2 separate regions of the Zea mays genome follow, and region 1 is linked to region 2. Evidence: chromatin contacts called from public Hi-C data. All regions are on one chromosome and are shown on one strand. The core of a region is the stretch at or near the end of the contact, and the rest is flanking DNA. Distances in the headings are between cores, read along the strand shown. Region 1 holds the start of LOC100285170 (two-component response regulator-like PRR95). Region 2 holds the start of LOC100285052.

The links. A called contact is a pair of places that touch in the nucleus more often than the background predicts.
Region 1: a Hi-C map of ear shows a contact between it and region 2, with 1.6 times the contacts expected there. The contact joins the promoter of LOC100285170 here to the promoter of LOC100285052 in region 2. A contact is called at or near these places in 2 of 25 Hi-C or Micro-C datasets (ear and tassel).

The regions. Positions count from the first base shown.
Region 1 is chr2:202,139,982-202,143,972 of Zm-B73-REFERENCE-NAM-5.0, reverse strand. LOC100285170 (two-component response regulator-like PRR95) reads left to right here and starts at 1,723. Exons shown (of 8, transcript NM_001357737.1): 1 at 1,723-2,053; 2 at 3,846-3,991. The coding sequence starts at 1,846.
Region 2 is chr2:201,964,658-201,968,420 of Zm-B73-REFERENCE-NAM-5.0, reverse strand. It overlaps LOC100285052, which reads left to right and starts at 1,410. Exons shown (of 4, transcript NM_001157947.3): 1 at 1,410-2,046; 2 at 2,187-2,300; 3 at 2,429-2,570; 4 at 2,666-3,288. The coding sequence starts at 1,469. The coding sequence ends at 2,836.

The DNA of each region.
Region 1 (3,991 bases), core at 474-2,973, 180 kb before region 2:
TTTTTTTTTAAACAACTGTTATTTAGTTCTGTTCTAACCCAAATATATTTGTTTTATTTAATCTCGAGTTTCTAAAATTCAGTATAGCTTGACATCACGGCGTTTGTGTTTTAAGTTACATCATGAAATATATTCTTTATAATATACAAGTTACACGTTGTTAAACTTCATGAATGCACAGAAATCATATAAGAAAACTATATAGGATTGCATCATTTTCAATAGGAGAGAGGGAGGGGGAGGTGGACTCGAAATTGTGCACTAATGTAGAGCCTAATTTGTTAGAAGAAAAAAATATATTCCAACTTAGATTTAACCGGTAGTTTTCCTTTCGTTGTATTTGAAATAGCTGTATGCTCAACAATGTGTTGAAAATTCCCTTGAATTAACGTGAAACTATCGCTGCAACTTTCGTACATTGAACGTGTGCATCATTTGATTAACAGTTCAGTTGGATTTAGTGAAGTTTCTCGCAGATGGTTTTTTGACGAGGAAACAAGTGCGATGCATGGAGTGATACTCTGCACCCTTTCTTCATTTTTTTCACTATTTTTGTGAGTTTCAACGAGAGACATGAGGTAATCACAATAGTCGTCCAAACAAAAGTATAACAAACGATATGAAGGACTATATGTGCTAACACAAAAAATCGTACGTTTCTATATATGCCCCTTATAAAAATCACCGAACAATGTCTACTGTCTATGCCGCCGTGGAAAAGAAACAGGTAACTGATCTTTATATCTTGCGCCTTCGTCAATGGTGAGAGGAACTATACAACCATGTCGTTGATAGTGCTAAGCACAGAGAACGCAAAAAGGCAAAACTAACACCAACAACGAGTTGTTCCAAGCGCAGGCGCAAGATAATTGGGTTGTTTGGTTCAGTTTTTTGACTAGTTTTTCTAAGAATCTAACTGCAGAGAGAATCTAACTGCGAGGAGAATCTGATTATCGTAGAGATTACTTGCGAAATAAGATGAAGTAGTCCAAAGTATTTACGATATAGAAAGCGACAGATTTCGACTCGACCGATTTTGTGTTTATGTTAATTTTAGACGGTTTTTACAGAAATATGACTAAAAAAGTGCATGTTTAATAGTACACAACAACTTTTAGTGACCGGTAGCCGAAAAAAACGCAAATAAACGGATCCATTAGCCCGTCCGAGACGAAACGCAGTCCACCAGTGTAGCTGGTTCGCTGCTCTGCACCACAAGTCCACAAGACCACAACCGCTCGAAGCGAGAGGGGGGACAGGGGGGCACCCCACCTCTACGGCTCGACCACACGATCCCCCTGCCCGAGCTCCTCGACCCACCACGTGTCGCTGTCCCGGCCGTAGATCTGGTCCTTTATCTCCGGGCCTACCACGTATCCTAGCTCTAGAAAATATCGGACTCGAGGCCTCGCCTCGGGGAAATATCCCGACCACTGACCAGGCTCCCGCCACGTCATCATGGGACCAGGCAGACCACGTGCACGTGGGCCAATCCGCTCGATCGACTGACGTGGCGGGCGCGGCCACCGGTCGAATGGCCGCAGATATTTCATGGCCCCGCGGGAGCTCGAGCCCACCTGCCCACCTGCCACCGGCTCCAACGCCCACTGGTCTGCCGGGCCAGCGGGTGCGTGGCCCACTTGTCTGTGGCAGAGGTCGGGTGCACGTATATAGGCCGCGGCGTTTCGGCTTTGTCGTTCTTCTCACAAACTGCCTTTTCTTCCGGCTTCCAACTTCCAAGTGGCGACTGCTGCCGACTGCCGGGTGCGAGAAGAGGGAGAGATCAGAGTATCAGACAAGCTGTTGTCCGAATCCACTCCGGCGAGGACGAGTGCTGAGGTCGAAATGGGGAGAGGAGCGGATGAGGTGGTGAAGGTCGTGGATTCGGAGGACGGCGAGGGGGAGGAGGAAGAGGCAGAGGCCGCGGCGGCGGAGGGGTCGAGCAAGGAGACGCCGATGCTGCCAAGGATGCCGGTGCGCGTGCTACTCGCCGAGGGCGACGACTCCACGCGCCACGTCATCTCCGCGCTGCTACGCAAGTGCGGCTACCGAGGTGCGCACTGCCTCGGCCCGCGAATCGATTCGAATCGTTTCATTGCCCCTGCAAATTGGTATCCATTTTAGGCCTGTGCAATTGGTAGTTAGTATACAATCCCCCTGGTCCGGCTGTGGTCTGCTCTCGACTTGCTTCTTATTTTTGATCCGCCGGCGCCTCGGCCCCAGCCCGCTCCGCCGTATGGCGCTGGTGGAAGCGGAGGCGGAGTCGAAAGCCGAGGAGGAATCGGAAGCGCTGCCAGATCCATTGGAGGGGAAAAGAAAGGCGATGTGTTCTACTCCTCTGCCGTGGCGTGCTTATACCATGGCGCCCTGAGCGGTCTGGCAGGGCGACGCTGAGGGTGGCGGAGGCAGTCGCTGAGGCGGCGGAAGAAGTCGACCACAGGCTGGATGCGCGACAGGAACACGAAGACCGGGCCCAGCACACCTCCGGTCACCGTCACAATCGCCATTGGCTCCATGGCCTTGTCCCTGCAGAGATGGAAGCCAACCTTCGCCTCAGGGCTCAGGCAGTCGCTCAAGTCTCTGGCACTCTTGGCAGACCGAAACCGGCACTGGAGAGTGGAGAGTGAGAGGAGGCGCAGATTTATTCACGAGGACGATGACCTGATGTTAGAGACGTTCCACGGTAACTGCTGGTCGGGTCGGTGTCGGCCTCCACGCCGGTCGAAAGTCGAAACGCCTACGGCCTAGCAATTTTTTGGGAGTGAGCAGTTAAGGGTGCATGGCTAAAGGAACGTTTTGTGATGCTCTTCCAGTCTTCCTTGAGTTAAAGCATCATTTTCGGTTACGCAAAGGTGCATCAATTTTATGAAGGAATGGACACTGACTGAACATTCCAACCAGATTTTCACTGCATTGGAGTAAAATACGAAGTAATTAGTACATACATACTATGATTAGAATATAGAGCTTTTGTGATCTGTAACCACATTTTAATATCACGCGCTGGGCGCGCGCCATGCACTAGTTGGTAGCTATTTTAGGCTGCATAGGGTTAATTAGGGGTTAAGAGCGGCAAAAAGGTAATCAAAGGGAAAGAGTATGACGCTGCGCTGAGTCGTATGTGGAATGGAGGTTGCCGGTGTTGGTTTGTTGGAACCAATCGAAGCTCAGCTTGGCCTTGGGTGGACTACTTGACTTGCCAGTTTTGGAAGTGCTCTTGTTTCTGGGCAGTAAGTTTGGGAGATCTCACTTCTGCTAGATTGCGGTGCCTGGTGACTGGTGTGATATGCCTGCTTTCCACGAGACAATGTTTTTTCTGTTAGTGTGTGTAGGTCCGTAATTGTGGTTTTTTGTTGACACTGATCTCGGTCACCTCCCTTCCTGAATCTTCTAGTGCGAATTGCTGGCCTGCTGCAGTAGATGAATGTTAAAAAAAGCATTGGTCTATGCGACCATACTGATGTGATTTGGTGTATAGTGCTGCTGCCTGCTCTTTAGACCACTGATTCACCGAAGTTCACATGAGCCAAGTATTAACTAGGACACGTATAATATATATTAAAGTACCAGCTAGGACATGAATTATCTCTACCTTCATGATTGGGGACATCTGCCTCTAAAGTCCGAATGTTAAATCCGGTACTGCCACAATTCTTTAGCATAGTTAGAATTGTGGTTATGGTAGATGATCTTTTTATAGTAATTAGCTTAACTTTTTAGGTAATTAGCTTAACTTTTTTATAGTAATTAGCTTAACTTTTTTGGACATCTGCCTCTAAAGTCCGAATGTGTTACATTATTGGGTTTATTCCTGTAACAGCACTATGTTTACACTATTCATGCAGTTGCTGCAGCCTCTGATGGTGTGAAGGCGTGGGACATATTAAAGGAAAAATCTTTCAACATAGACCTTGTTTTAACTGAAGTTGAACTGCCTTTGATGTCTGGGTTCCTCTTGTTATCCACGATCATGGAGCATGATGCATCCAAG
Region 2 (3,763 bases), core at 161-2,660:
GTGTAAATGGGAAACAGCGAAAGCCCGGCCGAAACAGGATGCGTAGTATCCGGGCGCAGGCAGCAGCAGCAGCAGGAGTTCTCTCCAGATTACAAAATGATTGGCAAAGCATGGACAAGTAGATGGGAAGCTCTGCCGTGGAAACACTGCTCACGAAAACAGTAATTGTCTATACGTATGATTTATTACCACTAAAGACTTTTTTGTTTTGATGATAATCCACATGAATTAGCAAGTCAATCTATCTCAATCTCATTTAATAATACTCTAATACACATGGATTATCAATAACCAAACAAGTATGAAAATAGGCAACTGACTGCACCTGTACTCCACCTTGCTCATCAACTCGATTCGGCGCTGCATGGAGGACACGAGTGTTCTACTACTCGTATAGTAGTACTGTAGTAGCTTCTTCGCTATGTACTCCCTCCGGTGCAGTAAAAGAAGTCATCCTGCGCGTGATCGAGCGTGCACAAAAAGAAGTCATAGCGCGCGTGGGTCTGGGATTTGGACGTTGTTGCCCCTAGTAATTGCACAAAAAAAGATGCATTTAAGAGGATTTGAACTTGAGACCTCTAGTCTAGAATGCCTTGGAGCTGCTGCAGCAACCAATCAAGTCTAATTGTTTTAGTGACGTTAATGCACCCATATCCCTATTTAATAGGGGCAAACAGGGAAAACTCTATGATAATTAATCACTCCTTGGTATGCACAATCAGGCTGGTGCCAATGCAGGCTATAGTGAGGGCGATAGCGCCCAGCAGGAGGCGAGAGCGGGGCTGGAGGCGGGCGAGAGCGACCCGACGGGCGCTACTGCTACCGCCCGACGATAGGCAGACGAGAGCGGGGCGACGCGTTGGCGATGGCGTCTTCGCGGGCGAGAGCGAGGGGCGACAGTGAGTGGCGGCTTCTGATTGGTCCACGTGTGCTATAGCCTGAGGCTGTAGCCTGCTGCAGCCTGTGCACTGGAGCAGCAGGGGCGAGAGTGGAGGCGAGAGCTGACGTGGCAGGGGCGAGAGAGAGGCTGTGCACTGGACTCAGCCTCATGTCCTGAACGACTACCTTTACTGCACTGGAGGGAGTACAGGTACAGCTCACTGGGATGATCCCTGAGGCCTGAGCCTCCTGCTCTGGACGGACTGCTGCCCCGGGAAACATCCTCGAGAATATACACGCAAATCTTGTGCATTAATGGAACGGATTCGTAATCATACGTCCCTATACGTCTACGTCATTAGCCTAGCGTCCTCTGCCATCCCTAGCGTCGAGTGACACAAACCCATTGCTCGCGTTCCGTCTCGTCTGCGGACTCATCCGCAGAAGCGTAGAAAGAAGACGACAGCACACGTCTGATCGCCTCCTCCCCTCTTTTTATACCTCTTGGACTCCCGTCTAGCTTCTTCCTCCATCCGATCCTCCGACTCCGACTCGCCAGAACCAAGCCGCCACCACCAAAGCAACACCAATGGCGCCTCTCAGCCACACAGCCCCAGCCTACATCCCGACGAAGAGAGGCGCGCCATGGATCCCGCCGCCGCCAGCCTCCGGGCTTCCTACGTATATCAGCTGGATGCCCACGCCGCCGCCACGGTTCTTACCGTGGCCGCACCTGGCGCCACCTCCGCCTCCGCCGCTGCCTTGCTGGAGCGTCCCGCAGGTCCCTTGCGCCACCGCCACGGGGATGGTGCAGCGCCCGCTGGCCTGCGTTGCGAGCGCCGCCGCCGGGAACGCGAACGAGGCGGCGACGAACCAGCCGTCCCCACGCTCCGTGCTCGCGGTCACCAGCCCGCCCATCTCGCCGACGACGTCCCTCCCGACGTCGTTCCCGTACCGGCTGGCGCCCCCTGCGCCGCCGCCCACCGCAGGCCACGCCGCTCCAACGCCGCCTCCCACCGCCAAGCGGAGCGTGGCTGCCCGTCCACGGCACGGGCGACGGTCGAGCCGTGTCCGCCGCACCCGCAGCGCTCCCAAGCCTCGGCGTCTGTTCGATCCTACTTCCGAGCTTACCAGTTTCATGATCCGAAACATCCCTAACGATTTCACGTGAGTCTGCCTGCCTGCCATGTTTACTTTCTCTTCGTCGTCGCATTTGTACTAGTTGGTTTTGCTCTACCAAGTACCAATCCCGTTTTATTATTCGATGAAGATCGGTTTACTTGATTCGTTTTTTACGACGCGCGCAGGAGGGCGAGGTTGATTCATATCCTTGACCAACACTGCTCCATCGAAAACGAGAAGATCGCGCCGGGCGGGGTGAGGTCGCAATACGATTTCCTCTACCTGGTGGTAGATTTCAGGTAATTACCGGCCGATACATTTCCTCTATCTGCCTGCCATATTATACCCTTGCGTTGTTGTAAGTAATGGGCCTTCTCGTCTAGCAACGCTATCCGCGACCTTGATCTCGTTCGTTGCGTTTGACCAGGAGCCGTGCAAACAAAGGCTACGCATTTGTGAATATGACCTCGCCGGAGGCGGCCCGTCGGCTCTGGACGCACCTCCATGGACACCTGTGGGCTTTTAAGAGCAGCGCGAAGACCTGCGCAGTCGACTACGCTGATTTACAGGTGAGTCTCCGCTCACTGCCTCCGTCTTCGACCTCCCGCCGCCATGGCGCATCGGACTGACGTGCTGCATGCTTTGGCCGTTTGGATTCCTGCAGGGGCAGGACAACTTGGTCAGCCATTTTTCTGGGTCGCGCTTCGATTGCGACACAGACGAGTACCTGCCAGTGCGCTTTGAGCCTCCGCGCGACGGCACACGGCCTGCCGAGGGAGCCATGAATGTCGTTGGTCGGCGGATTACCCGTTCGCGTCCCAGTGATGAGAACTAATCCGTCGTCTCGCTGCCTGTATCCTGGCCACCCCGTTTCATATCTCGTGTTCTATCTGTTTCTGTTTAAGGGAGGAACAGATAGAACGGGAGATACGATACGATGGCTCATCTGGAGCGGATAGAATGTGAGACACGATACGGGGAGTCGTCTGACGTCTTTGCATAATCTGTCTGTGGATTGCTCTCAGTTCGTATCAATGTGCTTTCTAGCGATCTTGACTCAGAACTACTAAGTTTAGTGTTGAATCTTAGGTTGTCCGGTTATGTATGTATACTACTATATGAATTTGGTCATGTTAGGCTGTTAGTCTATGTGTGTGTTTACTTTGAGGCGTCTGAGGTTTGAGTACCGGTGTTGTTAGTGTTAGCAGGCTAAAAACCTGCTTGTTTCCCGGCATATGGATTAATTCTAGCGCTTTGATTCCTCTGCATGATGATAACAGCCTCATCTAATTGCTTGACTCCTAGTTTCCTGTGGTATGATGAATAAAAATGGTTCCTTGAATCTTGAAGGGACATGGAATATCATGTTTGTTTTACACTAGGGACTAATGGAACTTGTAATCATTGAGTGCAGACATGGACTCAGAAACGGAGCTTGTTAATTACTTGCCATCTTCAAAAAAAATCATCGATTTGGGTTCTTCAACTCTGCGGTGGTCATTTTTTTTGTATTAATAGTTGGCTTTGGTTCTTTGATAAATTTTGGTTATGATTAGGTACGTGTGAATAATTCATCTTACCTTAGTACTGAAGCTTTATGTTACTACTCTTGTTCTTGCACTCACGAGAAATAGATTGTCATAGGACCCACTTTTGGTTTCGGCAGAAGGGCAACTGGGCAACGTTCGTTGTCCGCATCATCAGAAGGGCAACGTTCGTTGCTAGGACCCACTTTTGGTTTCGGCAGATCTTCTGACGACCT